Linked DNA regions of Mus musculus: regions 2, 3, 4 and 5 are each linked to region 1. The links are chromatin contacts, called in public HiChIP or PLAC-seq and promoter capture Hi-C maps. All regions are on one chromosome and are shown on one strand. Each heading gives the region's core, a stretch centred on a gene start, on an enhancer-like site or on the middle of the called end of the contact. The rest is flanking DNA. Distances are from core to core; before and after follow the strand shown.

Region 1 (5,925 bases), core at 2,006-4,505:
CCTGACTTTATTTAAAGATCTCTTTCTTCCTTTCCTCTCTGTTTTTTTTTTCTTTCTTATCTAGTTTTAGGGGATTGAAATATTGGAAGAAAGAAGAACCCACAAAGTATCTACAAGCTGGTCTCAAATTTGTTCATCTGAGATGACCTTGAAATCTTGTTTATCTCCTGAGTGCTGGGGTGGGGGAGGGGGTGGGGCCAGCTGTGCACCACCACACCCAGCTTGTGAGAAGTTGGAGACAGAACACAGGGTCCTGTGCAGTCAGATAAAGAGGTGTCCTACTCAGTTACCAGCACTGTACAATAACTGAGCTCCAAGCTGAGCCCCAGTACCAGACTTTGGGCCACTTCATTATGTATCTTTCCTGTCTTGAAGTCTGAGACCCACCAAGTGGGTTCATCTTCCCATGGCCGGAGGTTACAGACCATCAGACATGAGTCAGTATATAAACTACAGGTCTGGCCATTTTTCCTTCCTAACAAAGTCTATTATTTAAAAATAAGAGAAGGAGAAGGAGAAGGAGAAGGAGGAGAAACAGAGTGGCCCCACACTTCCTCTGTGACCTTAGTTTAACAAAGCACACATTGCTGTGACACTGGGACACTATTGAGAAATCTCAGACATGCATAGCCTGAGCACAAGCCTGTGTGTACAGGACATTCGCCACAGGAGCCCTTGACTTCAGACGATGCTAGGTGTGCCTCCTCACCCTCCAGCTTGTGTGAGGCAGGGTCTGTCTCAAAAAACAAAAACAAAATTTTTTTTGGTCTTTTTTTTGTTTGTTTGTTTTTGTTTTGTTTTCTCTGTATAGCCCTGGCTGTCCTGGAACCCACTTTGTAGACCAGGCTGGCCTCAAACTCAGAAATCTGCCTGCCTCTGCCTCCCAAGTGCTGGGATTAAAGGCATGCACCACGCCCGGCTAATTCTTTTCCACCGATTTCAGTGGGACTGAGAGCACACCATGTGCCACATGCAGGATTGGAGGACTCCTGCCTGAGAAGAGGTCTTGAGCAATTACTTGTCTTGTTTAAAGATTTAATTAATTTTTTTTGGGGGGGGGTTCTAGAGACAGGGTTTCTCTGTGTAGCCCTGGCTGTTCGGAACTCACTCTGTAGACCAGGCTGGCCTCGAACTCAGAAATCCACCTGCCTCTGCTTCCCAAGTGCTGGGATTAAAGGCGAGTGCCACCACCGCCAGGCTTAATTTTTTGAGACAATGGTTCTCTTGTTTATCCTGAATCTCACTTTTTTTTTAAAAAAAAGATTTATTTATTTATTATATGTAAGTACACTGTAGCTGTCTTCAGACACTCCAGAAGAGGGCGCCAGATCTTGTTAGGGATGGTTGTGAGCCACCATGTGGTTGCTGGGAATTGAACTCAGGACCTTCAGAAGAACAGTTGGGTGCTCTTATCTGTTGAGCCATCTCACCAGCCCCGGAATCTCACTTTTTAAACCAGGCTGGTCTCGAACTCTCAAAGATCCTACTCCAAAAAGACAACTGAAGTCTGGACTCTGGTGGTTTAATCTTATATCCTGTTGACTGACCCAAGAGGTTGATGAGATGGCTCAGTGGGTAAAGGGGCTTGTCACCAAATCCGAGTTCCATTATTAGGAGAGAACCAATACCTGTAGGTTGTCTTGTGATCCCACACATGTGCTGTGCATGTACAAGTGTGCCCACACACAACTAAATAAATGTACTAAGAATTGAAAAACAACAAAGCAACAGAGAACCTTTTATTGAGCAGTGGCTACAGGCACTACTGTCCCTCTATGGAAGGTTGCAGCGAACTGGGCTAACTAATCCTTGGCCTGATGGAACATTTACTTATCTGTTTTTGTTTGTTTCATTGTGTTTTTTAGCCAAGTTCTAATATACCTCAGGCTGGCCTCAAACTTGCTATACAACTTAGGATGACCTTGAATCCTTGCTCTGTCTCCATCTCCAGAGTCCTGGGAGACTGCGCCTCTACACTCAGCATCTGTTTTTGTGTGTTTTGAGATGATGTAATGTTGGGTGTCCTGAACTTCGCTCTGTAGACAAGGCTGGCCTCAGAGTTACAGAGATCTCCCTGCCTTCGACTCCTGAGTGCTTGGATTTTAAGGAGTGTCCTTACTGGGAGATCCACCCAAGCAGAGGCAGCCACCCTCCTGGGTTTTTCCCTCGCAATAAATCTCGTGTTAGGTTTGTTGTGTGCTGTGACTTTGTTCTATTTCTTGGCTCCCAATTGCCAGGATCTTTTGGAGCACAGCTGAAACACTTTGGGGAACCACCTCCACCCCTCCCCCTGCCCAAGCAGAGCAGATACACTTCTGTGGGGGGAATGCCTTTCCCTTCAGAGCTGCAACACTTACACTTCCTCCACTGAAGAGTGGGAAGGAAACCCAGGGAGGAGTGTTTCTCTAAGTCTCGCAGCTGGCTGTGGATGCTCATCAGTTGGTAGCTTCTGCCTAGCACACAAGAGCCCTTAGTTCCGTGGTCAACATTGCATGTACACCTGTCACCCCACCACCAGGCACTTTGAGGCAGGAGGATTCCCCCGAATTCCAAACCAACCATGGTTACAGTGTGAGACCCTCAATCAAAACCAAAACAGGCCGGAGAAATGGCTCAGAGTTGTGCACCCAGCGCTTACAAGAGGAGCTCACATCCATTCATAACTAGTTCTAGGGGACCTGACCCCTTCTCAGCGATTCCCAGGCTAGCTCGGACCAGTGCGACTTGATCGCAAGACAAAAGAAGCATTTATCTTCACAGGCTTCAGGAGTGCTCGGGGTAGCAGTGACTACCATTTGGCAGAGTCCCCGCTCCCTACTCATTTATTCAATCGATGAATACTGAGAATGGCCACGAGCCAAGTGACAGACGGGGTAACTAAGGTTCAAGGAGTGCAGGTGCGTGGTCCCCGTGCCACAGGCTCCACACCCAAAACCTTCTGGAGAGAGCCTCAATCAGCACCTAACGAACATCCAGCCCTGAAGCCCGGAGGTGAGGACGTCGCATGCGCGCATGCGCACCGCTAGGCAGCAGTTGGGGCGGGGCCAAGTTCGCGAGCCCAGGTCCTTTAGGCGGTTGAAGGCCCGCCTCTTCGCGCAGGCGCACGGCGAGTTCCGCCCTCCCGCTTAGCTCCCAGTGCTCCGGTGCGGTTGGCTACTTTCCGGGAGGAACGCGCGCGCCTGCGCCGGCGTCGGACTCGCGCACGCGCATCTGTGCCGGCGTCCGGCTCGCGCACGCGCACCGCAGCGGTGGCGGCGACGGCGGTTCCTGTCCAGGGGTCTGAGAGCGGCGGTCGGCTTTGAGGCGAGCAGCGTTACGGAGGGGCGCGGCGGCGGCGGCGGCGGCGGCGGCGGCGGCGGCGGCGGCGGCAACTCAGAGCTCAGAACCGGCGGCCCGGCTCTGCTTTCGGAGGCCGACTCGGAGCCCGCCCGGCTCTCAGGGCGGCGGCAGCGGCTACTCCGGATTACGGCCTAGGCCTAGCCGAAGCCTCGGGCTCGAGTGCGGTGAGGCGCCCGCTGAAGGCGCGGCCCGGGCGGCAGGATGAGTGTGGAGGCGTACGGCCCCAGCTCGCAAACACTCACCTTCTTGGACACTGAGGAGGCCGAGCTGCTCGGCGCCGACACCCAGGGCTCCGAGTTCGAATTCACCGACTTCACCCTTCCCAGCCAGACGCAGACGCCCCCCGGCGGCCCCGGCGGCGCGGGAGGCCCGGGCGGAGCGGGCGCAGGCGGCGCGGCCGGCCAGCTCGACGCACAAGTGAGTTGAGCGGCGCATGGCGGCGCCGGAAGCCGGGCGGGCGCGGGAGCTGCGGCGCTAGATCCCAGTTAACCAGCCTTGGGCCCCTGTGAACCTGAGCCAGGTCCCAGTTAGACGGCGCTGGTCCGAGCTACCGGCTTCAGGTCCAGTTAACAAGCCTGGGTAACTGCTTCCTGCTCTGGCTCCTTAAACATTAAGTCCCTATTGGCCAGCTCCAGTTACCCACCCTGGATTCTTGTTTAAACTGCCCAGGTACCCGCCACCTGCCCTAGGTCTCTGGTACCTTATTACCAGATCTGGTTCCCGTTACTTGCCCTTTTCCCAGATCTCTGCTTCCACCCTATTCCAACTACCTCTTCCAGGTCTACCTGCCACAGTCATTGCCACCTGACTCAGGTTCCTGCTACCTGCCCTAGTCCTTGCTGCTCTGGCCCACCCAGCTACCTACCATCTTCTCTGATTCCCAGCCTCTTGTCCCAGCTACTTGCCACCTGTCCTTTTTTCCTCCACCCTGCTAGGCTGGGCAGTGACCTGCATTAGTGTCCCTCCTGTAGCGCAGGATCTGCTCGGCTCAAGGCTTAAGCCAGAGCTTCCCTCACTCCCCTCCTAGGTATGTCTAAGGTGACCTGTCCACAGTTGCTATCCTCTGGACGGACCCACATTGCCCTCCAGGGTCACCTGTTTGGCTAGTCCAACCACCCCATCTCACCCTTTTGCCACTTCATCCACCACCCCCTCCAGCCAGGGTTCAAGTTCAAGTTTGGGTTAGGGGTTCCCTGGAGCAGAGCCAGGGTTTTGTCGCCTCAAGTGGAAATAGCCCACTTTGTGGATGGAGAGGTGACTGCCGGTTTGTTTTTCCTTCTGGGTTGCCTGTTGCTGAAACCGGTGTTATGTAACTCCTAGGCTCTGCTTGGAAAAGTTGGGTTTGAATTTTGTTCCTTACCCACAATGGGTACCACATGGGTGACTGTGCCTTGGGGAGGGGCTTTTGTTTTGAATGATAGGCTGCCGATGTAGGCATTTCAGGTTGGGCCAGGGCCAGGCCCCCTCTGCCTCCCCATCAAATGCTCTCCCTCTCTATGGCTGGCTTGGTGTCAGGCACCTCTTGGCTTTGTTTTCCTGTATTCTCTCGGGGAGGGGGGGGAGCTGCAGGCTAGAGCCACAGGTGTTCTTGTAGTCCATCTGTACTTAGGGCTAGGGAGCCACCACCAGTCTTCAGCAGTGATCTCAGACCGCATTCTGGGAGGGCCTTCAAGCTGGCTGGTTGAGTCATGCCTGTGGGTAGACCACCCACTTGGGCTCATTTTCAGCCCGAATAGAAGGAGAGGGCTGACTCAGCTCCTGTTGCGATGCGGATCAGGTGTGCCAGCTTGTTGTTTCTAGCTGTTTACCTTTAGTGTAAGGAGGTGGGGAGAGGGCAGATTGCCTGGAGGAGTGAGGTGGCCCTGCAAGCTAGTCCTCCTGTTAGTCTCCCCACTGGGTAGACCTTCCTTGTTTCCTTTGGGCCTCATGGACCTGGAGAAGGGCTGTGATGGCGCAGTTGGGGAGACGAGTGGAAGTGGCCTGCTTCATCTCAAGGTCTTTTAGCTCTAGCTAATGTGCAGAGCAGACTCAGGCTGTGCGTGTGCTCACATGGGTGTGCCCTGCTCCGCCAGTTGAAATCATAGATTGAGCCATGAGCTGCCACCCACCTGTGGCCTCTCATCACAAGGAAGGGAGGGAGCGCCTTCAATCCTGTATTCGGAGGACCTGCATCTGTGGGGAGAAAGTGAACAGAATTGGAAAGTGGAGAGAAACTCCTTCCTTGCATACCCAGGGCCCTCTGCCACCAAGAAACATTGATTTTCCTTATTTGTCCTTTGAGGTAAATGGGTCACACAGCCTTTGTTCAGGGGGTCCAAGGAGGCTGGACCCCCCACCCAGTAGGTTGAGCTCCTCCTGTTGGCCAATGGAGGTCCTCTCCCAGCTTTATTGAAGCAGGGTCATGGAGCTTGCATTTATCCCTGGAAAGCTGGCAGCACAGTGGCCTTTTGGGCCAACATCATTAATACCAAGTAATATCCTAGCATCCCGAGTCCCTGCACCCTCAGCTTCTCTTCAGCCACCAATAGTCCTGTGGCCTCTGTGGATATAAATGTCCCAGGCCCTTCCTGTGCTGGATAGATAGCA
Region 2 (5,925 bases), core at 2,488-4,987, 2.0 Mb before region 1:
TTGAGACTCTGGAGTTTTGCAGAAGTGGTCCGCAAAGGGCAAAGAGCTCACCCACCCTCCCTCTGCAGCGGAAGTGAGCCTCAGTATTTACTTTCAAAATATGAATCACATTATCATCATTTCTGCTTTTCACAGATTACCAAAGAGTTGTCAGCTGTTTCCAAGGTCGCCGTGGGAGGGGGAGGATGGAGAGATGGAGGAAATCCCTGCTGCTGTCGCAACTGGGGTGAGAGTGCTTTAAAACTGGGCTCTACCTAAGGGTTTTCACTTTCTGGAAGTAACTTGGGCAATTGTCAGTAGCCATAGTTACTGGGGCCCAGGGTAGAAGCACCTACTAATGAAAGGGAGACTAGGGTAGGCTGGATGCCCACAGGCATTGCAGTTCTCCACACAACCCAGATGGGTGACTACAAAACCACCACCACCACCACCACCACCACCACTGTGCCCCAGGCATGAGGGACATGTCACCCCAGCCTATCCAAAATAACGAAAAGCAAAGTCAGGTGCCACAAGTCGCCATGCTCACATGTGACCATTCTCTGTGGTGAGACCAAGAGGCAGCTCAACTGGGTAAGGATCCCAGCAGCCATGCTGATGAAAGGCCAGAGCTGAATCCCAGGAGCTACAGAGCAGAGCAACTCTCGAAGTTGTCCTCTGGTGTCCACATTACACGGCTACCTACGCAACTCTTCAAAACACAGAATAAATGCAGTACAAAAAGGAGGGAAAGCCCCTGAAAATGAAAGGCAAAAAGCTTATACCATGGGTTTTACCCCTATAAAAAGACCAATACCAATATCTGAGAGGCAGCCGCAAAGCGATCTGGTTTGTGCTAGCTTAGTATGCGTATTTAAAAAAAAGAAATGAGCAGAGGGGAGGGCCTGCCTTTAGTTCCAGCACTCAGGAGGCAGAGGTAGCTGGATCTGTGAGTTCTAGGCCAGCCTGAGTTCCAGAACAGTCAGGGCTACAGAGAAACCCTGCTGGAAACACACACCCACCCATACATTTACCCACACACACACACACACGCTCGAGAGCGTGCGCGCGCGCGCACACACACACACACACACACACACACACACACGTGCGCTCGCCAAAACACCTGCACGCTCCATAAGTTTGGCTAAACCCCAAGATGGTACCAGGAAAAGGTTTTTAATTTTCTTTTCTATTTTTCTTTCTAAAAAAAGGAATGGTCAGCCACATCAGTGGAGCCAAGGCTTTTCCCACTTGGGATACAGGGGGTGGGGGTGGGGCAAATTATGGCTCAAAGTAGCAGACTTAAAAATAACCTGTGCTCAATCCTAAAACACCATGTTTACATTTATAGCGAACCCACAGGCCTTGGCAGCTGGGGGCTGCAGCTGGTGACCTTGGCCACAGGCACTGACTGCTCCCTGTCCCCTCAGGACCTACCCTATCCCCAGCCACACCACTACCGTGATTCCTCCAAAGATCCAAAACTTTAATTAAAAAAAAGTCGTATAAAAACGAAGCAGGCGGCAGAGATGCCATCGTCTCCCTTATAGAAATACAATCGGTCATAGTCTTATATACAATATTATAAAAACGTTGGGGACAGTAAACTCAAAGGCATTTCTCACAAGGCATCTAGCCTCGATCCTCTAGTGGGGACCCGAGGGAAATAAGTCAATTATTGCACCATTTTGAAAACATTCTTCACAGACTCCTGTCTTCTTTCCTGGGGCCTTCAGTCACTGTGGGGGCCAGAACTGGTGGCAGAGTCATTTTCCTGTGGCCACACTTGTCCGGCTCTGTCCTAAGGTCCAATAAATAGCAGTCTGTTTGCAAGGGGACCGTGCCCCGCGCGTGGAACCTGCCACAGTCGCGCATGGGCTAGCCGAGTCGACCCAGGCTACATGTGTCGCTTCATGTGCAAGGCCAGGTGGTCGGACCTGGAGAAGGCCCGGTCGCACAAGTGGCACTGAAAGGGTCTGTGACCTGTGTGCTTTCGGTAGTGGCGGGTAAGCTCGTCAGAGCGCGCGAACTTCCAGCCGCATCCTTCCCAGTTGCAATGATAAGGCTTCTCACCTGCATCAGAGAGGAATGACATTGAGCCTCAATTTCCCCGAAAGCCTGCTCTGGGCACCCTGCACCGGATAGCACTGCCCTCTCCCTCTCATCTCCATCCCACATCTAATCTAAACAGAGAACCTTGGGCTCCTGAAGCTGACCACTAGCAGGCTCAGGTGCATTCCTCCCCTAACATTCTGAGATTAGGTCTGAATTCCTGATTCTTCTGCTCAGTACTGAGATGACAGGCTCAGGCCACCATGCCAAACTTTATATGCAGTGCTAAGCCCCAGCCCAGCCCTCCACAGCTTCTTAATTATGTCCCGAATTCTTGAGACCTGAGTCCCTCGGAGCCAACCCATTAAACTGCCACACCCCCTTGGCAGTGTCATAGACTCTGGGGACAGTATCCATTTCCCTTCTGGAGGATGGACAGGGTCTTCCTCTGTAACCTAGCCTGTTCCTGAACTCGCGGCCATCCCCCTGCCGCAGATCCCGGGAATGAGGCCAGGCGCCCACCTGTGTGTGTACGCAGATGCGCCTTTAGGTGCGAGCTCTTGGTGTAGGTCTTGCCGCAGTTGGTGTAGCTGCAAGTATGTGTGGCGGCGCGCTTGCGGGGCCAGGAGCGGCGGCCGCGTTTGGGCTTGGCCTCCAGCAGCTCCAGCGGGGACGAGGGCGGCGTGAGGAGACCGCGCGTGGCAGGTGGAGCCAAGCCCAGCGCCGCCGCCGCTGCCGCCGCGTCCTCGAAAAGACCGAAGGCGCCAGGCGCGGGAGGCCCGTAGTGCAACGCGGGGCCGGGACCGCCGAAGCTGGGGCCGGGACCGAAGGGCGGCGGGAACGGGTTGCGGGGACCGGACGCCGGGATGCGCAGGGGGCCGTCGGGGCTGAGCGGCGGCGTGTCCGGGGGCGGCGGGGGGCGGCCGGCGGGACCCCGCATGCATGCACCTGTCGCTCCTGGGGCGCCCTCGAGCTTCAGCCCGCGCGGTCCGTGGGCCAGGCCCGGAGCGCAGCCGTAGCCGCCGCCGTCCACCTCGGGGGGCTCGGCCTTCACTAGCCGCCCGGGAGGCGCGAGGAGGAAGCGGCCGTGCAGAGCCGGCCCCTGAGGCGGGTCCAGGTCGGGGCGCAGCAGCTCTGTTCCCAGGCTGGCCGCGGGGATGCTGTAGGGCGGCGGAGCACCCGGCTCCGGGTAGTAGAAGGCAGGCGGCGGGGGCTGCGGCGGGGGCTCGGGAGGATTTTCGGCGCCCAGACCGTCCAATCCCATGGAGAGGATGAAGTCCAACACGTTGTTTAGGTCCTCATCCGTGCCGCCCGCCTCGGGTTCATTTCGCGGCCAGCGCTGCAGGAGACAGGGCGCGGGACGTGAGTGGGGGTGCCTCCTGCTACCCTGCACCCCAAAGTCTAACAACTAGGCCCTCAAGATCTGCACCCGGTGCACGGCATCCCTTCAGCGCGCGTGTCCTCAGTCCCTGCACCCACCTCCTGTCCCACAGCCTGAAGTCTAACTCCCTGAGGCGGTCAGCACCCTGGACCTTGTCATCTCCAGTACTGGCTCCTGCACCCTGTAGCCTGGTACCTTGCTACCCCGCCGCCCGCGGACCCTCGCTGCCCTCACCTCCTGGAGGCCGCGCTCGCACGGGCTGGCGAAAGTGGCAAAGGACGGCAAGATAGGCTCGCTGAGCGCCATGGCAGGGACTGTGTGTGCTGTGGCCCGGCCCACCCAGGCCTTATAGGCGCGGCAGGCACAGAGGGCCGGGCTAGGAGGCGTCGACGGAAACGCGTCCCGGATGGGGACGAGCTCCGGGCTCAGCCTAAATTTAGCCGCGGTATATAAGCCTGGCGGTGGTGGCTGTGGCGGCTACTGCGGGAGCCCGGACTGCGCTCCTCAAGCCCCGCCCCCGCGGCCGGGCCCCGCCCCCGACCGTCCCTATGGCGACGGCGTCAACAAACCAGGCACAACAGCATAGTTAGCGCGCGCGGGGGGCGGGGGAGGGGGTGGCACCTGGGACTCCGCGGGGAACACGGGTGACGAGGCTTTCCCGGTATCTCCCCAGCCTCAAGCCCCTGGAAACCTGGACCGATGCATGGGGAGTCTGGGGTCACAGTGCTCACCCAGGGAACGCTCTGTGAAATCTTTGTTTAAGCTACCTTGGAAGCTAAGACAAGAAGGATGAAGTTTGGGGCCTGCCTAGAAGGGAGTTGAGGCCAGCCTGGAGCATCGTAGCCCCCTTAATACACACACACACACACACACACACACACACACACACAGAGGGAGAGAGATAGACACAGAGAGAGAAAGAGAGAGAGAGGGAGAGAGAGAGAGAGAGAGAGAGAGAGAGAGATGGGAGGGAGGGAGGGAGGGAGGGAGGGAGGGAGGGAGGGAGGGAGGGAGGGAGGGAGGGAGGGAGGGAGGGAGGGAGGGAAGGAGACACACACACACACACAGAGGCAGACACCATGGCATGGTGGTATATGCTTGTCTTCAGAACATTTAGGAGGTTGAAAGCATTAGGTTCAAGGCCCCTTTGGCTACAAGAGACCGTGTCTTAAAAAAGAAGCAAACACTAGAGGCAGGCATGATGGCTTAGTGTCTGCTTACAAGCCTCATCCAAGGAGCTCAGTTCCCAAAAGGGGGAGAGAATCCGTTCCCATAAGTTGTCCTTAGACCTCACAGTGCACTGGCGCACGTGCAAATACACAATAGCATGTAATAATTACAATTTACACTAGATACATAAATACAGTACTGAGTCTCTGGGACCTTTCACCTCCCACAAACATACACCTCACATAAATCCTTCTAGTGCAGGGAAGAGCTGTTGTCTGACTGTCAAGACTTGCAAGGGATACTCAGTGGGGGATGGGCACATCAAATAAATATGCATAATACCCAAGGGGCCTAAACAGAAAAAAAAAAGGAACAGTGGAAGAGGAGGAAGTATGTGGTGAGCCTGGGGAAGGACATTGGTGCAATTTTGACCTTAACCCCGGAGGCAAACATTGAGGTAAGCTCTGGAGAAAGCAAGAGGGTAATAGAGAGAGGGAGGGCATTGAAGCTGTGACCTGAAACCAGGAGGCTGAGGGGTGCAGTCAAGCTTGTGTAGTTGGGTGCAGTGATTCCAGCAGGAATAGGGGGTGGCAGATTCCACACCCAGCCCCTTGTCCACTTCTGTGACTTTGGAGCAGAAACATTGGCGAACTACAGACACTGGTCTGTAACATCAGCCCCAACTGTCCACAGGTCCTTTCCACAAAACATCAAAGTAGAGAGATCACACACTCATGGAGGCAGAATGTGAGGCTGAAACACTGGCTTGGTTAAGGAAGATCTAACAAGTCCTCTAGGACCGGGGACCCACCTCAGCCTGTCACCACAGAGCGGGGAATACCATGTGTGTTTCACATGGAGCAAAAGTGAGCCATGTGGTGTATTCAGATCTGAACAACACCCTGAGTGTGTGTGTCTCAGTTTCCCGTTACTAAGGAACAAATGATAAGATTTGGGTCATTTCCCAACGTTAAGGATTCTGGAGGAGGGAGTTCTGTTTTTATTTGCAGTGTGTGTGTAATAGGTTTTTCTTATATCTTATAGTCTTTTCTTATATAGTCCAGGATGGCCATCTTCCTGCCTCTGCCTCCAAAGTGCTGGTATAACAGGCCACACCTGCCGGGCGTGTTGGCGCACGCCTTTAATCGCAGCACTTGGGAGGCAGAGGCAGGTGGATTTCTGAGTTCGAGGCCAGCCTGGTCTACAAAGTAAATTCCTGGACAGCCAGGGCTACACAAGAAACCCTGTCTCAAAAAAAACAAAAAAACAAAAAACAAAAAACAAAAACAAAAAGACTGGCCACCACACCACCTGTCCTGGGGATCAGTAGGGGACTGAGT
Region 3 (5,925 bases), core at 1,578-4,077, 1.3 Mb before region 1:
TTAAAAAAAAAAAAAAAGAATTGGAGCCCTTAGGATTCCCGAGTTTGTAGGTTTGGATTCAAAAACACAAAGTCATTTGTTATAATCCCTCTTTTGCAGATGGCAAAACTGAGGCACCAAGAGTTGGGAGATATGGGGGTGGAATATTGGGAATGGAACCTAGGACACTGTGCAATCCAGTCCCCCCAACACACATACACTGTGGTATCCTAGGCAGCGGTGTGTAGGGGTTGAGTAAGACTGTCCCCTATAGGCTCATCAGGAAGAGGCACCATTAGGAGGCATGGTCTTATTGGAGGAAGAGTCACTGGGGCTTTGTAGTTTCAAATGCTTAAACTAGGCTCAGAGTTTCTGTCTTCTTGCTGCCTGTCGATCCAGATGGAGAAATATCATGTCTGCCTGGGCACTTCCAGGTTTCCATGGTGATAGTGGGCTAAACCTCTGAAACTGTAAGACAGCCCCAACTAAATGTTTACTTTTGTAAGAGTTTCCTTGGTCAAGTTCTCTTCACAGCAATAGAAGACTAAGATAGGATAGGGTCTGCCCCTGAGTCATGTCCAGCCAGTCACAAAATATTCTGGGTAAGACCTGAATGAGGCTCCTGTCCCAAACACTCTGTGCTCTAGGAAACTTCTGCCTTGTTCTAGGACAGAGATAGCTGGAGGTCAACCTGGCCTTACATAGATTTTTGAGGCTTAACAGGAGGAGCCCAGTAGGTTGTATGGAGGACAGTGAGCATGGCAGTATTGAAAACAGGAGCCGGGCTGGAGAGATGGCTCAGCGGTTAAGAGCACCGACTGCTCTTCCGAAGGTCAGGAGTTCAAATCCCAGCAACCACATGGTGGCTCACAACCATCCGTAACAAGATCTGACTCCCTCTTCTGGAGTGTCTGAGGACAGCTACAGTGTACTTGCATATAATCAATAAATAAATCTTAAAAACAAAAAAAAAAAAAAGAAAACAGGAGCCAAGGACACTAAAGGAAGGAGCTCAGGCTGCGAGGAGCTGGCTCACAGGTGGGAGTGGAGGCTGCGCAGCGCAAGACAGGAGGCTTAGCTGTCTGGGGCAGTTCACTCAGGGCCACCCCTATAAACAGTGAGGAGGAGTCTAGAATTTACACCAACACATAATTAGCTCAGCATGTGAGCAAGCATGAAGGTCACTCTGCAAAGGGGGAAGGGGGCAGGGGAATTGAGCATCTCAGTGGTTAGGAGTACTGGCTCCTCCAGAGGACCCAAGTTTGATTCCTAGCACCCACAAGGTGGCTCAGCACCACTGCAACCCCTGTGTCAGTGACCTGACACCCTCTCCTGGCCTGTGTGGGCACCAAGCACTGAGGTGGGACACAGACATACAAGCAGAACAGTCACAAATGTAAAATAAATGCAAATAAATTTTAATTAGAGCAGCAGAGGGCTGTGAAGATGGCTGGGTAGCTACCATGCTCCTGAGGTGCCTAAGGGAAGTGGAGGTGCCAGGGTGGCCGCCATTCTGTCTCCAAAGCCTACAGGAGGAGCTGCTGATACATACCTCCAGGCCCTTCTCCAGGAGCTGCCAGTCTAAGCTGTGAGCTTAGGGCCAGTAAGACACTGCTACCAACAGCTACAATGATGAATAAGTGACCTGTGCATGAGGAACAGCATCCAGGGTTGTTCACTGGGCTTACATGCACAGGTGTGTGTGCTCAGACACACTCACATACACACACACTATCAGATACAGACACATACACTCAGACACACAGATACACAAACACACACTCAGACATAAACACATACAGACACACTCATACACACACACTTATACAGACACAGACACACAAGCACAAACACACTCACATAGACACATACAGACACACTCACACACACAGACACATGGACACACACAAACATACTCACATGCACACACAGGCACATGCAAACTCTGTCTTACACACACACACACACACACATTCCACACATGGAAAAAAATCAAGAAGCTCTGCACAATATCCCAGTGAGCTCCTCCTGCCAAGCCTGAAGCCATGAATTCTATTCCTGGAACCCACATAGTGGAAAGAGAATCAAGTCTGGAAAGTTGCCTTCTGATCTCCATGGGCGCTGTGATATGTGTGTGCCTCATTTCTACACACATAAACAATGTAATGTATAAAAAAAATTTTAGATTTATTTTGCTTTCTGTGCATGTCTGTGGATGGTTGGGAGCTACCATGTGGGTGCGAGGAACAGAAGGCTGGGGTCTCTGGAAGACCAGCTGGTGCTCTTAACCTCTGGGCAGCTCTCCAGACCCAATAAACGTGTGTTTTTTGTTTGTTTTGGTTTTTAGAGATAGAATCTCACTATGCAGACTAGGATGGCCACAGACTCGCAGAGATCTATTACGTCCATGGCCCGCAAGAAGTAAAGTTATAAAATGGGCAGAGATATGTGCCTGTGGTAGAGTATATGCCTCATACGGGGAAGGTAAGGCACATGTCTCGCAAGTGTCAGTACCCGGATTAAAAAACAAACAAAAAAACCAATAAACAAACAGCTTCCTGCGGCACTGAAGATGGGGAATTGACAGCAAATAGCAGTTCTGTTACCCAGGAGAATGTAAAACAAGAGCACAGGTTAGGTGGCTCAGAGAGGAAATAGAAACGTGGAGACCTAGGTAGGTGGAGCACGGACAGAAATACTCATCGAGGCTGAGCCAGAAAGCAAAGGGCTTTGAAACAGATACGACCTGGCCTGGACTCCCCGCAGTTTACGAGCCCTTTAAGGCGTCTGCCCGGCCCCGCCCCGTCACGCGTCTCCGGCTCCGCCCACGCCGCAGCGTCAGAGCGCGTCAGGCGCTGTCCGCGCCCCCGGTGCTGAAGCGACATGGCCGGCGGCCGGGCCCCGGCATAAGCCCTGAGCCCCGCGCTGCACCCGCCGCGCTCTAGCCGCCTGGAGTCATGTCTCTGCTGTGCGTGGGAGGTAGGTTCTGCGTGGACGCGGGAAAAGTGCGGGGTGTGCGTGGATGAGCCGAGTCGGGCTGCACAGCAGGGGGACCCCCGGTGCGCGCTTCAGGGCGCACTTGGATCAGCCCTAGGTGCTCTTCCTGTCACTCACACGAGTGGATGAGGGACTCGGGGCGCCTGTGTAGACGGTTTATAGGCCCTGGTTGGGGCTGAGGAGACGGCGGACCGTGCGCGCGAGGGTGGGGCGTTTAGGGGTAATGGGCCCGGACTGAGCGTAGGAGCAACCTCTCCGATCCCCAGTATGCCCTAAACAGTGCAGCAGGCTCCGCGGAAGCTCGTGGCTCCCTCTTCGCCTCACCCCTAGGGCTGGAGGAAGGGAAGGAGATGTGGGGGAGCAGCTATTTTGGGGCCAAAACGCCATCTGCACCGAGGCCCACGCCCAGGCCCACGCTCCGCATTTGGAGAGTAGGGAGGGAATAACGGGAGAGGTGTGACCCCTGCACCCCTCGAAGTTCCGGGTGGGGCTAGGCACGGCTGCCAGGTAACTCTACAGCGGGAGACCTTGGGCGACCGACTGGCCATGTAGCGATGCGTGCCGATACCGTTGTGAGCTCTAGGTTTGGAGGGTGGGGGGTGAACCCCCTACTCCCTTTCCCCTTCCCACCTCCAGGAAGCTGTGTAAGGAAGAGGGCGAGTCTCCATCCCCTCAGAACCCAGGCGGCGGGAGACCTGGGCGGCGGTGTGCGGATTTGAGCTCCGCGGCTGTGTAGCCCTAGATGGCCCCGCCCCTCTGCCCCTCCCCCTCCCTGTCCCCCCCTCCCCCTCCGCTCGCTGCTCCATTCACAAACCCGGCCCAGCCCGCCCGCGCCCCGCGGTGCATCGCTCTAGTCTGTTGGACGCGGGTGTTCTTAAAGGAGCAGGAACTCTTTTCTCTGACCCTGTGCCTCGAAGGTTCCGACTGCCCAGGATTACTGGGTATCCGCGGCTTCCAGACCTGGGAAGTAAGCGGAGCTGAACGTGAAGGGGATCCTCACCTCGGGAGCTCCCTGAATCCCGTGTCCTCCCATCCTGCCTCCTGGGGCGGGGGGGGGGGGGCGCGTCACCCCAACTCTGACGCAAACCGGAGGCTCAGCTGTGGGGGTGGAGGGCGTGCAGCCTAAGAAAGGAGGCTTCCAGAAAGCCAGGCCCAGGAGACATTTGTACTGAATTCCCTGGATACCATGGTGGGCAGAACAGGGAATGAAGGGTAGGGCTCTGGGGAGAGGAAACAGGCAGAGAGGTAGGGAGGTGCAGGTGGGGCCTGAGTGGGGCGCTGGGCGTGGTAAAGCTGGGCCTGGAGGTGTCCAGTGGACCTGAACTCACCCTCACAGTCAGGGAACACCTTCATTCCAACCACCCACGACCCTCCCCACGGACGCTTTATGGCTAGGGCTGCCATTGGATATATGGGGGCTCCAGGCTCCTCTGCAATGGAAGCTTCCATGTTGCAGATACAGATCTAGATTGTACACACAGGATGCTAAGGAACGTTTAGTATATACACATAGATAGGCAGGAGCTGAGGCTCAGTATGCATAGTGCTTGCTACAGTGCTCATAGCTCAGTTGGTACAGTGCTCATAACTCGGTTGGTATAGTGCTTGCAGCTCAGTTGGTACAGTGCTCATAGCTCAGTTCAAACAGTGATGCCCAGGATGCACAAAGGCCTGTGTTTCATCCCCAGCACTGCATACATCAAACCTGTCAGCACATGCCAATCACCTCAGAACTTGGGAGGCATCGGCAGGGACTCAGGAGTTGAGGCCAGCCGGGGCTAAACAAGCCTTGTCACACATACAGAGGAAAATGTAGGAAAAAATATCCCTTCCCATCTCAACACAGGCACATACTTGACCACACCTCCTGAAACACACTTGGTCACAGGCAGATACACTACGTACATCTTAGACCTGTGATCTCACCTGACTGTATGTAGGTATGAGGAGGTCAAAAAAACAATTTGGGGTGTCTGCTCTCTCCCTCCTCCACTGTGTAGATCCCAGATGCCTCGGCCATTAGGTTTGGTGGCAAGAAGTCTGCTGAGGCATCTCCCACTTTGTTGAGACAGACTCTCTTACTGAAACTGAGCACACAGATTGGCTGGCCAGGGGATCCCAGGATCCATTTGTTCCTGCTTCCCTAGAGCTGCGGTTACAAAAGACAAATCCAGTCTGACTCTCTAGGGGATCTGACTCAGGTTTTAGTTTTTTCATAGTAGCTAGCTTACAGCTCTTTCCTCCATTTAAAAAAAAAAAAAGATATATTTTAACCGGGCATGGTGGTATACACCTTAATCCTAGTACCTGGGAGACAGAGGCAGGTGGATCTCTCTGAGTTTGAGGCCAGCCTAGTCTACAGAGTGAGTTCCAAGACAGCTGGGGCTATGGAGAGAAACCCTGTCTCCAAAGATAGAAAAAAAAGAAAAAGAAAAAGATCTACAAACACAAACAATCACTATGAGAGAGAGAGAGAGAGAGAGAGAGAGAGAGAGAGAGAGAGAGCTGGGGTGTGGGTATAAATTTGTCTTGAAACTTGAATAGTACCAGAGTTGAACCTGCCCGTCCATCATAGTAACCCCACTACACAGACGAGGAAAACTGAGCCCCAGAGAGGTTCATCCACTTGCCTAGAAACACACAGCAGGGAGAGGACTCCCTGGCTAACTGTGGGCTGGGCAAGAAGGTTGGGTCAGGGTCCTTCAGTGAGGTGCCTGACCTCCACGGTCTGTTTCCTTCCTCCTCTCCCAGAATCCTTTGCAAAACGCAGTTCCCAGCTGCCCTACAGCTGACACTATCCAGCAACAGGGACCTGCCCCCTGCGACTGTCTGTGCTGCCTCCTGTCTCCTTCATGTTACTGTAGGATGGAGGGTGACAGCCCTGGCTTTGTCCATCCCCGGTGCCCAGGCAGCAGCTAGCATCTTACTGTTGTCATCCATGGCTCCTTG
Region 4 (5,925 bases), core at 1,604-4,103, 1.3 Mb before region 1:
AGAAAGGACTTCAGCTTCCCTAGGGCCTGGGTTACAGAGGGTTGTGAGCTCATTCTGGGTCCTCTGCAAGAACAGCCAGCTCTCCAGCCCCATCATAGTTTCAGGACAGTCTTGCAGACTGGCATATAATTCTCCATCCTCCTGCCTCAGGAGTCCTGGAGCTAGGTCACCTCCGAGCACTGCAGCTGCTTCCTCCTTAGAGGCCACTGCAGGCCAGAAACAGGAAGTGGAGGTCAGGCTCAGCAGCAACTTGTCACTAACGCCCACCTAAGCTTGTGACCCTTGCTGCTCGAAAGTAAGCCACAAAAATTCAATCCCCAGAACCCCCCTGGTGGAAGTAGGGAAGTGACTTGTCCTCTGACAAGAAGACAGCTTGTCCTCTGAAGTCGCATGCCCCTCACACACAAATAAATAACTTTGTTTTAAAATAGGTATTTTAAAAAGATACAATCTAGTGCCTGGCCCTAAGAGGATACAAAGGCCCACTTGTTCTTATTTGGGAGCCTAGGTGGAACCCAAGGCCTCAAGTATGCTCAGCAAGCACTCTACACAAAGTTGTAACCACAACCCTCCCTCCTTTTTTCTTCCTGGCTTTTCAAGACAAGGTTTCTGTGTAGTTCTGACTGCCCTGGAACTCACTGTGTACAACAGACTGGCCTCAAACTCAGAGGTCCACCTGCTTCTGCCTCCCAAAGGCTGGGATTAAAGGTGTACTTACCACCTAGCTTCCCCTTTCCTTTCTGATCCTCAGTTTACCTTTCTGAAAAATGGGTTACTACTGGTAGCTCCTAGATCCATCCATTCTATCCTCCCTGTGGATAATGAAGATTCCCCAACTCAGAGACTCACCAGAATGTAGTCAGCCCACATGTCCCTAGCTGACTTCAAGGCTGCTTGGCGCAGTTTCATGACATGCTCGTAGCGGGAATCGGACCAGTGTTTGGGGCCTTCTTCGTCTGGGTAAGAGCTGCAAAGGAATAGCTATGGTGTGCACATTATAGGGCACCGTGGGGACCCAGAGAGCACAGTTACAGGGGATCATAGAGGACTTCACAGAGGTGGCAGGCAAGTGGATCTGAAGACCTCTGTGTGGAGCATGGGAGGGGGACAGGACACAGGGGCCTAAATGCCAGCCCAGCATGTGCAAGGGTCCAGAGGCACAAAAGCTACTGGCAAGCTGAAACCCAAGGAAAGCTCTGCATGGCTGGGGAGAGCCTGGGGCCACCGTAGTGCCTCTGAGAACAGGAGCGTGAGCATGCACACACATTATTGCACACTGTCCTACAGGTTCTGAGCCTGATGCAGTAGTGCTGGGTGATTCTAGCACTCAGGAGACTGAGACAGGAGGCTGGCAACTGCCTCAGTCTGAACTACACAATAAGACAGGCTGGCAACTGGCCTCAGTCTGAACTATACAGTAAGACAGGCTTATCAGGAAGTTAAACAGGAGAGTGGATGCTGGCAAGACCCTAGACACAGCAGTAGGTAGCCACCAGACACAAAGGAATTCAGCCACAAAGGTGTGGCAGCTGTGTCCAAAGTTGCACAATGGAGTGAAGGACAACGGGACAAAGGTCTGCTGAGAGGATAGGGACCTGGTGGGGAAGCTGACGATAGAACTGGAGCATTCTAGATCCTACCTTCCCAAGCTTCAGTACTCCAGTCGGGGATTTGAGGCTCACCTGGGTTCCTCTGCCGGTCGCCACTCCACAGAGTGGTATAAACCCTTCACTGCCACCAGCCACTCTCGAAGTATGGCTGAAGTGTTGTCAGTGTTGTGATCTGTGGCCACCCTGTGAGCACAGACAGGACAAGATGATGGCACTGGGGGTTTCCCAACCTGGCTCAGACCCATCAGCTATAACACCCTGGATAAAACTCGCTACACTCCAAGCCTGTTGCCCATCCATCGGTGACAGGGGAGTAAAGATGACACCCAGCTCACTAGTACACAACTGAACAGAACCTGCTGGTTTGGAAAGCACATTGGTGTGAGACCCTGTCACAAAGATAAGTTCATTAACTTTGTTAGCGTGGAATGCTGGCCCGAGCCTCAGGAATCTTATCTGGAAGTCCCGGAGTTCGCTATAAGGGTCTGGAAGCACCAGCCTGGCCCATTCTAAGGAGTCAGAGGTTCTAGGATGGTAGCTCGCTGTGAGGGCTGGCAGCAAATCAGAACAGATTCCTAAGTACCTGAGGGGAGGAGGCAGCAGCTTGGGGTCCCAAGCCGCAGTGGGGACGAGCCCGGGCACTATGGATATAGAGCCGAGCCCCCTCAAGTGCGTAATCCCTGGGGTACATAACTCAGGTCCTCAGAAAGAGGACCGAGTCTCCGCAGCGCACAGCCGAGCCCAAGTGCATAGCAACCTCCCTCCGGTAGAGACTTGAGTCCCGCCTAGTCCCGGTGCACCGCGCAAGGGCCCGCAGCTCACCACAGCGCCGTGCGCTCCCGTGGGTGGCGCAGCTGCTCCAGGGCGCCCAGCGTGGCGGGCAGCGCGGGTGCCGCGTTCCGCGCCAGCAGCGCGATGAGCACGCGCGGCGCCTGTAGCGGGGACTCGGGGCTCCAGCGCTCCTCTGGAAAGTAGCCGTCCGCGCCGCGCGGGCCGCCCAGCGGCGGCAGCAGTAGGAGCAGTGGCAGCAGCGGCAGCCCGCGTGACCCGCGTGGCAACGCCGCCATCGCGCCACGCGTCGCCTTTAAGCAGCTTTTCTGCCGGGGGACGAGGGCCGCGCCTTAAAGGAGTCGGCGGCGGGAAGGACACATCCAGGTCCCACCCCTGACACGCTCCTTAAAGGGAAGTGGCCCGCGGGTCATACTGTGAGTCCTGGAGAGAGGCATGACAAGGCTACGCCTTTAAAAGCTTCCACTGCTTTCCGCCGACCGCAATAACCCGGTCACAAGACGTCACTTGCGGGGAGGTTCCGGAAGCCCCGCCCCTAGCTCGAGCTTTAAAGACACAGACAGTTCTTTGACCACGCCCTGAGAGTGTTCTGTTTTGGAGCCCTCTAATCTCACGCGGTGGCTCTTTACAGAAGCTTCTTCTATTTAGAACCATGTCATCTCAGTTTCCAAGGTTGCGACATGGTTATTTTTGTTTGTTCGTTGCTCCATTTAAGAAGCCATCGAGCCGGGCAGTGGTGGCCCACGCCTTTAATCCCAACACTTGGGAGGCAGAGGCAGGCGGATTTCTGAGGTCATGGCCAGCCTGGTCCACAGAGTGAGTTCCAGGACAGCCAGGGCTACACAGAGAAAGCCTGTCTCGAAAAATCATTAAAAAAAAAAAAAGCCAGCGAAATGGCTCAGTGGGTAAAATCGCTTGCTACCATGTCTGAGGATCCAGAATCCTCAGTCCCCAAATTGTATTGCCCTCTGGCCTTCTTAAAAATGGCTTGTGTGGGGCTGGTGAGATGGCTCAGCGGGTAAGAGCACCCGACTGCTCTTCCGAAGGTCCAGAGTTCAAATCCCAGCAACCACATGGTGGCTCACAACCATCCGTAACAAGATCTGACTCCCTCTTCTGGTGTGTCTGAAGACAGCTACAGTGTACTATTGTTATAATAACAAATAAATCTTAAAAAAAAAAATGGCTTGTGTGCGCCCCTTCCTGCTCTTACTGTTGTTTTCATTTTCTGTGTTTCAGTGTTTTGCCTACATGTACGGCTGTATAACGTGTGTGTGTGTGTGTGTGTGTGTGTGTCCCTGTTCTCCAAGGAGGTTAAAAGAGGGCATCAACTCCTCTAGAACTGGAGTTGCGGATAGTTGTCAACCACTGTGTGGTGTTGGAAATAGAACACCACTCAGGTCTGAGCACCTTTACCTACAGAACCATCCCACTAGCCCATTTCTCCTGGTTTGTTTTTAAAACAGGTTCTTACTCGGCAAGCTCACTCTATAAATTCACAGCTATACTTCTGCTTCATTCTCCTGTGTTCTGGGACAGGCATATACCACCAGGCCAGCAGACTGGTAAAATCCACATAGATTTTCCTACTCTGGTCCCTAGCCTCTAGAGGACCCTAGGGTCCACAAGACATCTCCTGATAGGTTATTTCTCCACCACTGGTGAAATGAGCCAATTTATGCCAGATTCGATTATATTAAAGATGGGTAGTTTTACTGGGGAGCTGCACTCGCTGACTGGCCCCAAGGATTGAGTGACATCACGGTGGGGGAAGGGAGAATGAGAAAGGGTGTGTACAACCACCACCCACAATGTCCTTCTGTAAAAGGAGTGATTCCCATTTGAACCCAGTTGAGTAGGTTTTCTGGAGACACTGATCATGTTTCCATGGGAACTCTTCCAGGCTTTTTTGTTTTGTTCTGTTTTTCTGAAACAGGGTCTCTCTGTGTAGCTCTGGCTGTCCTGGAACTCACTGTGTAGACCAGGTCTGGAACTCAGGAGATTCTCCTGTCTGTGCCTCTGGAGTGCTGGGATTAATAGCATGTGCCACCATGTCCCAGCCCTTCCAGGGTATATTTGCCCATAATCATGCTAACAACATTTATAAATAGTAATTCTTAGCTAGTTAGTGCTGGTAACCTGTCACTCCCAGGTCCAGATAAGGTTTCAAGATCATCCTCAGCTACCCAGAAAGGTTCAGGGAAGCTGGGGCTACAGGAGTGTACGTTTCAACTGAAAAACAAAAGAAAATGAAAAAAACAACAATAAACTTTTCTCCAGGTTTGGGATTACTCATCTAAAATCCCAACCCTTGGGAAGCTGAGACAGGAGGATCCCTGGGAGTTGGCCACTTGCCTTGGTTATAAAGTATCCAGACCTGTTATCATACAAAGAAATGTCTGGTACTCCCTCAAGTCAAACACATGTTTGTGTATTTCTGGAAAAGAAAGTACTCATTCTGAGGGGTGGCAGGGCAAGCTAACAGGTCAATGTTGGGGCACATATATGAGTGTCAGTTTGAGTGCATGTTTGAAATTTTTTATTTAAAAAAAAAATACAAAAACTACAAGACCCTTAAAGTCTATACCCTGGGGCTGGTGAGATGGCTCAGTGGGTAAGAGCACCCGACTGCTCTTCCGAAGGTGCAGAGTTCAAATCCCAGCAACCACATGGTGGCTCACAACCATCTGTAACAAGATCTGATGCCCTCTTCTGGAGTGTCTGAAGACAACTACAGTGTACTTACATATAATAAATAAATAAATCTTTAAAAAAAAAAAGTCTATACCCTGTAGACTTCATGAAATCTCAACCTACGGAAGTAAACTAAAATGACAGCCGGTGCTGGCAACCAACAGGTGCTCTCAAAGAAGGCAGTGGGTCACATTCTTGCATGCCTTGATTCTGGAATTAGCGTCTGCATTGTAGCCTGGGTCACAGTGGACACTGGCTGCATCCACAGAGATAGACGTAAGATGTATAAGTTAAATTAAAATGTTCTAGTGCAAAGGCAGGGATGGGGTGGGATGGACGGGAGGTACGGGGTGAAGGGGGCAGATAAGGGCTGAAGCTGACACAGCTGGACTGCTTGGGTGGTTGTCCTCTCTCCCCACCCCCCATCCCCACCTCTCCTGGTCCACACACCTTCCCAACTTCCTCCAGACCCTGCAGGGAGCACCAGTGAAAGCCCCTGGAATTGCCTGGAAGCAGCTGGGGAAGCAGCGACCTAGGGTGGGGGGCCAGGGCAAGGAGAGGTTGGCAGTGCTGGCCCAGAAGCCAGGACAAGGCTCTGGTCAATCAAGCTTGAAGCCCTGGGCATTTTAAAGTTCAATTTAGTCATTCAAACAGTTTTTAATCAAGCAATTGATAAATGTAAAAACAGGGCCAGTGAGACAGCTTAGCAGGTACTTGCCACTAAGCTTGGTGAGTTTGATCCTCAAGACCCACTAGATGGAAAGAGAAAACCCAACTCCTGTAAACTGTCCTCTGACCTCCACAGGCTCACACATGTGCCGGGACACACACA
Region 5 (5,925 bases), core at 2,163-4,662, 1.0 Mb before region 1:
TCTTAATTAAATCATTTGAAGTGGGAAGATGCACTTTTAGCCCAGATCTCTGATGTGGGTAGAATCCACCTTTACCCTGGGCCCTCTGCCTGCAGCCTAGGTGAAGGACATGAGAGAAGGGACACTTTGCTTGCTTGCCCTTGCTCTGCTCTATTTAGCAAGTTTGCTCCTTCACTGGCATCAGAGCCTACTTCTTCATGATTATGGTGCCTGCTAAGGAGAAGCTGAGACATCCAGTCTCATGGACTGAACAACTGCTGGACTGTTGGGTCTTCCGCTGGCAGACAGTCATTGGAGGACCAGCTGCACCACAGCCTGAGAGCCACTCTAATATGTCTCACTCATATATAGAACACCAATATACACCAGGTTAGCCTCAAACTCACTGTGTAGTGTAGGCTAGCCTCAAACACACTCTAGAGCACAAGCTGCATTGCAAAGGTGGACCCTGAACTCCTGATGCCTCCATCTCTGCCTCCATCAGCGCTATAATGGCAAGTGTGTGCCACTGGCTCCTGAGCCAAGGCCAGTCCAGATGTAACACCTGATACCCCAGGCTGCCAGGGGTACACACAAAGCTTCACGAGCTAGACAGTGGCCTAGCCCATCACCTTGAGGCCAGCTAGGGTTGGCTCCTAAGAGTGTCATACATATGGACACAGCCTTGGAAGTGTCAGTGTCACGAACACCTGAATCCTACTGGGTGGAGGAATGACCCTATGCATTCTGAGCTGCCTATGTCCAAACTCAATGCCACAGTACCCATTAAAGGACTCCAGCTTTGGCACAGACATCTCCTCCGAAAGATCCAGACAGATGATCTGAAACATAAAGAGAAGAAAGAGAGTACAGGACCAAACCAGACTACAGCCATTACAGTTATTACAGATTGGGTGGGTCCTAGCCAGCAGAGCTCAAAAAGGGCTCAGGGGTGGAGCCTCTGCCTAGAATGGAGGGGGAATGGCTATAGCACAAATGGAAGTCCAGGTGCCACAAAATAAAAATAAATAAATAAATAAATAAATAAATAAATAAATAAATAAAAACAAGAATCTAAATTCAGTGACGTTTAAGCTACCAAGTGTGTGATGTTCATGGAACCTATAGAAAACTGAGGCAGCAATTTAGAGGAGTGGCCTGTCTGAGGGTCTCCATCCCCTACATCTCCAGCCAAGACCCTCACATACCACCTTCTCTGGACAGTTGACCCTTGGTGTTCGAATCTGGACCTCAGATGCTGATGCTGGTACTTGCCAGGGCTTAGGCCCGGCTCCTGGGACACTGGCTGCCCCGCCATCTGCAGTGGCTGCCTCACCCTCGCCCTCGCTGCGGCTGCCCACACTGGCTTGAGCTCCCAGGGCCCGGTCCTCAGCCCCCTCTGGATTGGATCGAGTGTGAGGCCTGGGCTCTGATATCGTCTCCTCTCCTTCTTCTTCCTCCTCTTCCTCCTCCTCCGTGGGGCTGTTCGCCTCTGCCACCTCCATGGTTCCCGAGTGGTTAGATGAAGGGGGGATAGTGGAAGCCAGGATCCTGCCTTAAGAGTTTGTAAAGACAATGGTTACTAGGAAGACAGAAGATGGGCACGAGCCCCTTACGCACAGGAGTCTCTGAGGGCTACAGAATGCTACCATAAGACAGTGTGTCCAGAAACCACCCTCAGGTGAAGTAAGTTTTTTCGTTTTCTTTTTTGTTTGTGACAGCTCCATGTGGCCCAGGCTGCACTCTAACTCTAAAACTATACGGCTTATAATGGCCGGGTACTTCTGTATTCACCTTCCAAGTGCCGGAGTACACCGCCGCACATAGTTTAGGTGGTGCTAGGGACGGATACCCAGGGCCTCATGCAAGCTAGGCAAACTCTTTACCAACTGAGCCACAAGCACTGTTCCAACTGAACTGCTGTTCATCCTTAGCTTTCCGCTGTTTACACAGGACGAACACCCCAGTTGCCTGGTCACTGGGTATTCGACCCATTAAGGCCTCCAGTGGCTCCCACACCTGGGAGACTTGGTTTGTGGAGCCGAAAAGATACAGTTGAAGTTTCCCAAAACTACTTTTCCCCTGAGGCGGCGCCGGTCCGGTCCCTAGGGAAACACAGGAAGCCCAAGTGACCCTGCGATGGATGCGCGGTTTTAGGGGTGGCATCTCGGGACCTCGAATCCCCCACCCCTAAGTCCTCAAGAAGAACGAACCTGGAGCTACAGCAATCCGGGTCGAAGTTAGACCACGGCGACACAAAGCTCACGCGCGTTCACAGTGCCGCAGGTTCCACTCTGTAGCCTGGGCACCGCGGCCAGTCAATCAGGACTCTAGGAAGCCGCCATCTTCCTGGCCGGAAGTTTGTGCGGCGCTGCCGAGACACCTTCTGGGAAATGTAGTTCAGTGGCCCTCGGGACATGGAAGCTGATAGGCTGAGGCGTTCTGGGGGTGTGGCTTGGAGTGGCTGGAATGGGGCTGAAGATGGGTAATACTGGGAGTGGGTGTGATCTGTGGTGGATAGAAGCAAAATTGGGCGTAATTTGTAGTTCCGGTTTAATCACGCTATGGTTCTCAAGGCTTCTGCTGAAATAGGACAGAAGCCTGAGCTGGGCGGGGCCGTTTGATGATTGACGGGGTAGGACTTGGCTTGGACTTGCCAAAGGCCTTCTCAGTTACTTATGTAACTTAGGTTGGCATTCATTCACTAGTACCTTGATGAGGACTGGTGGTGCACACCTGTCATCCCAACACTCCAGAGACCCGGAGACGAAGATCGGGCGTTTAGACCAGGCTGGGCTAAATGAGACGCTGTATAAAAACTAAAATGTAAAGAAAAAGTAAAGAAGGCAGCAGACACACTGTGGACAAGCTTATTGTTGCCAGTGCCTCCAACCGCCTGATGCAGCAGTTCAGACTCATTGAAGAGAAACGTTGTGGGCTACTGAGCAGGTGCAGGCTCTTGCCACCAATCCTGAGGGGCCTGAGTTCGATCTCGGAGACAAGTAGGACCACCACAGACAAAGATGAGTAAAGCAAAGTAATGAAAAATAAAAGCTGTGCAAATGCTGAAGCCAACTCCTACAGTTTTGGTTTTTTTTTGGTTTTAGAAACACACACACACACACACACACACACACACACACACACACACACACACAAAGACCTTCACATTAGAGCGAGTCCTGGTGAACAGGGGACACAAAAAATCCAAAATGAAAATGGAAGGTTTGGCCTCGGGTAAGGGGATACTGATATCTTTAGAGCGGGACAAAGGTCCTGGTCCTCCATCCTCCTCCCGTTCTGGAGGAAGCCGGCATCCTGGAGAAGGAAACGAAACAATAACTGTCCATGTGATCAGGGTAGGGGGGCTTCCTGTTTCCCAGCCCCTCCCGGGCCACTTTTGGCTATCGCAGCCTCAGTAGCCAGTGGCCAGAATGGCTTGAGATATGCCCTGGATCTCAGGCCTTTCCCAAGGTGCTCTGGAGAAGCAGAGAAGAGCGCAGCAGGGTCAACCCCCAGGGTGAGGGAGTTTGATGCTAAGAGCCGTAGGAAGAAAGAGGATTTTAGGGTCCCTACCCAATGCTTCTATGGGGGGTGGGGCACAGATAAGAGAAACGCCTTCAGACAGCTGAGGGGAGAAGAATGCCCAGTAGAGATGGGGGATGGGGGAGTAAGGAACAAGTAGATAGTTAGTGGGCACTATTGGAGAGGTATATGAATATTTAAATGTGTCAATCGGAGTAGACACCCCAAAAATCCTACAGGAAACAAAAAAACAAAAAACAAGGATTCTAAGGTGACGAAGGCAAGAACTGAAAGCAGACTGTAGTGACAGAGGCAATGAGTGCCCGGGCCACACGGCCCCGAAGCCGTCGAGGGAGGCATCCTCTGCCTGTAAGTGTGCCCCTCTTCCTGCCACACTCAGTCCCATGGATCCTGGGAACCCAGGCCTGCTAGGCTCAGAGCCCGTGGTGGTGTAGGGGAGTCCTCCACAGGTGGAGCTGGATATGATGGCCAAGAGACTGTGTGTGTGTGTTGGGGGGAAACGGGGTTCATTCACAGGGGGAGCTAGACCCTGTAGCTGAGAGCTCAGAGGAAGTAGATGCCAACAATGGACGCTTCGAGACTAAACCTGAGCTGCATCAGGAATACCTTGGTCCTGGCCTTCAGAGCCCAAGGAACTGGTAGGATGCATTTAGTATGTACCCTATATTCTAGCCCAACACCCCAACACCCCCCCTGCACAAAGCTGCCTCCTGCCACTCACCTGCCCATTGCCTCTGCTGCCTGCCTCTCTCCTCTTCCTGTTTATCCTCCAGCCATGCCGCTCATTCCCTACTCTACCTTCCTAGCGACCCTAGGGTTAGCCCTCCAGGTCTCTTCTGAGCCTCAGGTGGCTGGGGTTCCCCCACTATCTTCACAGGATCAAGGAGGGTTGTGATGTGGGATCCCATGCGGTTCTATCCTTGAGCCCAGAAGAACAGTGCGAGCCTGAGGTGGAAGCCCACCAGGTCCTGCAAGAAGCCCCCCTGGATAGTGGCCCTGCTGAGATATCAGTACCCAGTGTGTATGAGACCTTGCAGTGCAGGCTGAGCTCCCTTGAGGCAGTTGTAGCTGCCTTGCGCCACCACTCGCTAAGCTTTCCAAAGTCAGTGGAAGCAGAAGACAGAGACCAGGGGGCTCCGGGGCCCTTTGGTGATGAGAAAGAAGACGCAGGACCTGGACAGCAGGAGGCTGCTCGCCTCATAGAGAGGAACGCCTGGCTGCGGCTAGCCCTGTGCAACCGGGAGGATGAGCTGGCATGCACTCAGGCTTCACTGCAGGACGCCCAGGCAGAGAAGGAGACTCTGCAGAGACAGGTAAGCTGGTGACTGGGGAAGAGGCAGATCCAGCCTTGGGAGCAGACACACTGATGTGGAACAGTGACAGATGTGCCAAGGAAGTGACCAACAGAGACAGCACAGTGAGAGGGAGAGCAAGGAAGACAGGCAGGCTGCACCCCATGATCTTAACACTCAGGAAGTCCAAGAGGGACAGTCTCCACTCAGGTGAGCCCTGGCTAAGACCAACTTTGTTCTCAGCTGTAGACTGAGTCCAAGGCTAGCCTGGATTACAGACCCTACCTATGTCAGTTGCACTACACACACACACAAACACACACACTAATCCTGTCTTGGGGGGTGTTTTTTATTTTTCGTTTTTTCGGATACAGAATTTCTCTGTGTAACAGAGCCCTGGCTGTCCTGAACTTACTAGGGTAGACTAGGGTGGCCTCAAAATCACAGAGATCCACCTGCCTCTGCTTTCCCAGTGCTGGGATTAAAGGTGTGAGCTATGCCAGACTTATTTTAGGGTTTCTATTGCTGTAATAAAACACCTCAACCAAAAGCAACTGGGGAGGAAGAGATTTATTTCATCTTAAGACTCTCAGGCCACACTCCATCACTGAGGGAAGCTCGGGCAGGAACCTCAAGGCATGGAGGGATGCTGCTTACTGGCTTGCTCCCTATGGCTTGCTCAGCCTGCTTTCTTATAGAACCAGGACCAACAGCCCAGGGATGGCACCACCCACAATGGGCTGGCCCCTCCCTCCCCATCAATTGTCAATCAGAAAAGTGTCCACAGGTCCATTTCGGGGAGCATTTTCTCAATTGTGGTCCCTCTTCCAAAATGATTCCAGTTGATGTCAAGTTCACACGAACCACCACAGATCCTGAGATCACTGTGGCTGGAACAGAGTGGGAGAGATGAAGGCGCGTGGGGGAAGGCCACAGTATGCAGGGTGTTGAAAGCTAGTGTGCTCTGGTGTGTGGTGGATTCTGAGGGGAACTGACCTGCTGCAGGCGTTCACTTGTGCCATCTGATGACTGTGAGCGGAACAGTCTGGCGGTGGACCATAATCCTGAAGGTGGAGGAGGGGTGAAGTGGCCCGGGGCGTTTAGTGGA

Evidence for each region. Promoter capture Hi-C pulls out the DNA fragments that hold promoters and counts their contacts. HiChIP or PLAC-seq counts read pairs in DNA pulled down with a chosen protein or histone mark.
Region 2: an H3K27ac HiChIP or PLAC-seq map of microglia shows a contact between it and region 1, with 7 times the contacts expected there. The contact joins the promoter of Klf2 here to the promoter of Upf1 in region 1. A contact is called at or near these places in 1 of 39 promoter capture datasets (liver) and 1 of 115 datasets of contacts at active chromatin or transcription factors (microglia).
Region 3: a contact with region 1 is called in a FOXA1 HiChIP or PLAC-seq map of pancreatic cancer cells. The contact joins the promoter of Unc13a here to the promoter of Upf1 in region 1. A contact is called at or near these places in 1 of 39 promoter capture datasets (pre-B cells) and 1 of 115 datasets of contacts at active chromatin or transcription factors (pancreatic cancer cells).
Region 4: a promoter capture Hi-C map of pre-B cells shows a contact between it and region 1, with 2.3 times the contacts expected there. The contact joins the promoter of Colgalt1 here to the promoter of Upf1 in region 1. A contact is called at or near these places in 2 of 39 promoter capture datasets (liver and pre-B cells).
Region 5: a contact with region 1 is called in an H3K27ac HiChIP or PLAC-seq map of embryonic stem cells, with 4 times the contacts expected there. The contact joins the promoter of Ushbp1 here to the promoter of Upf1 in region 1. A contact is called at or near these places in 2 of 39 promoter capture datasets (liver and pre-B cells), 2 of 115 datasets of contacts at active chromatin or transcription factors (embryonic stem cells and pancreatic cancer cells) and 2 of 9 other capture datasets (adipose tissue and liver).

The regions. Positions count from the first base shown.
Region 1 is chr8:70,350,609-70,356,533 of GRCm38.p6, reverse strand. It overlaps Upf1 (UPF1 regulator of nonsense transcripts homolog (yeast)), which reads left to right and starts at 3,255. Exons shown (of 24, transcript NM_030680.3): 1 at 3,255-3,756. The coding sequence starts at 3,541.
Region 2 is chr8:72,316,874-72,322,798 of GRCm38.p6, reverse strand. It overlaps Klf2 (Kruppel-like factor 2 (lung)), which reads right to left and starts at 3,737. Exons shown (of 3, transcript NM_008452.2): 1 at 3,650-3,737; 2 at 2,557-3,373; 3 at 1,145-2,055. The coding sequence starts at 3,721. The coding sequence ends at 1,880.
Region 3 is chr8:71,668,659-71,674,583 of GRCm38.p6, reverse strand. It overlaps Unc13a (unc-13 homolog A), which reads left to right and starts at 2,827. Exons shown (of 44, transcript NM_001029873.2): 1 at 2,827-2,958. The coding sequence starts at 2,937.
Region 4 is chr8:71,607,952-71,613,876 of GRCm38.p6, reverse strand. Colgalt1 (collagen beta(1-O)galactosyltransferase 1) reads right to left here and starts at 2,853. Exons shown (of 12, transcript NM_146211.3): 1 at 2,433-2,853; 2 at 1,683-1,793; 3 at 850-967. The coding sequence starts at 2,677. It overlaps Niban3 (niban apoptosis regulator 3), which reads right to left. Exons shown (of 15, transcript NM_001384129.1): 15 at 5,731-5,925.
Region 5 is chr8:71,393,288-71,399,212 of GRCm38.p6, reverse strand. Ushbp1 (USH1 protein network component harmonin binding protein 1) reads left to right here and starts at 3,412. Exons shown (of 13, transcript NM_181418.3): 1 at 3,412-3,499; 2 at 3,744-3,873; 3 at 4,042-4,163; 4 at 4,403-4,838. The coding sequence starts at 3,820. It overlaps Babam1 (BRISC and BRCA1 A complex member 1), which reads right to left and starts at 2,358. Exons shown (of 9, transcript NM_026636.2): 1 at 2,193-2,358; 2 at 1,188-1,534; 3 at 763-821. The coding sequence starts at 1,484.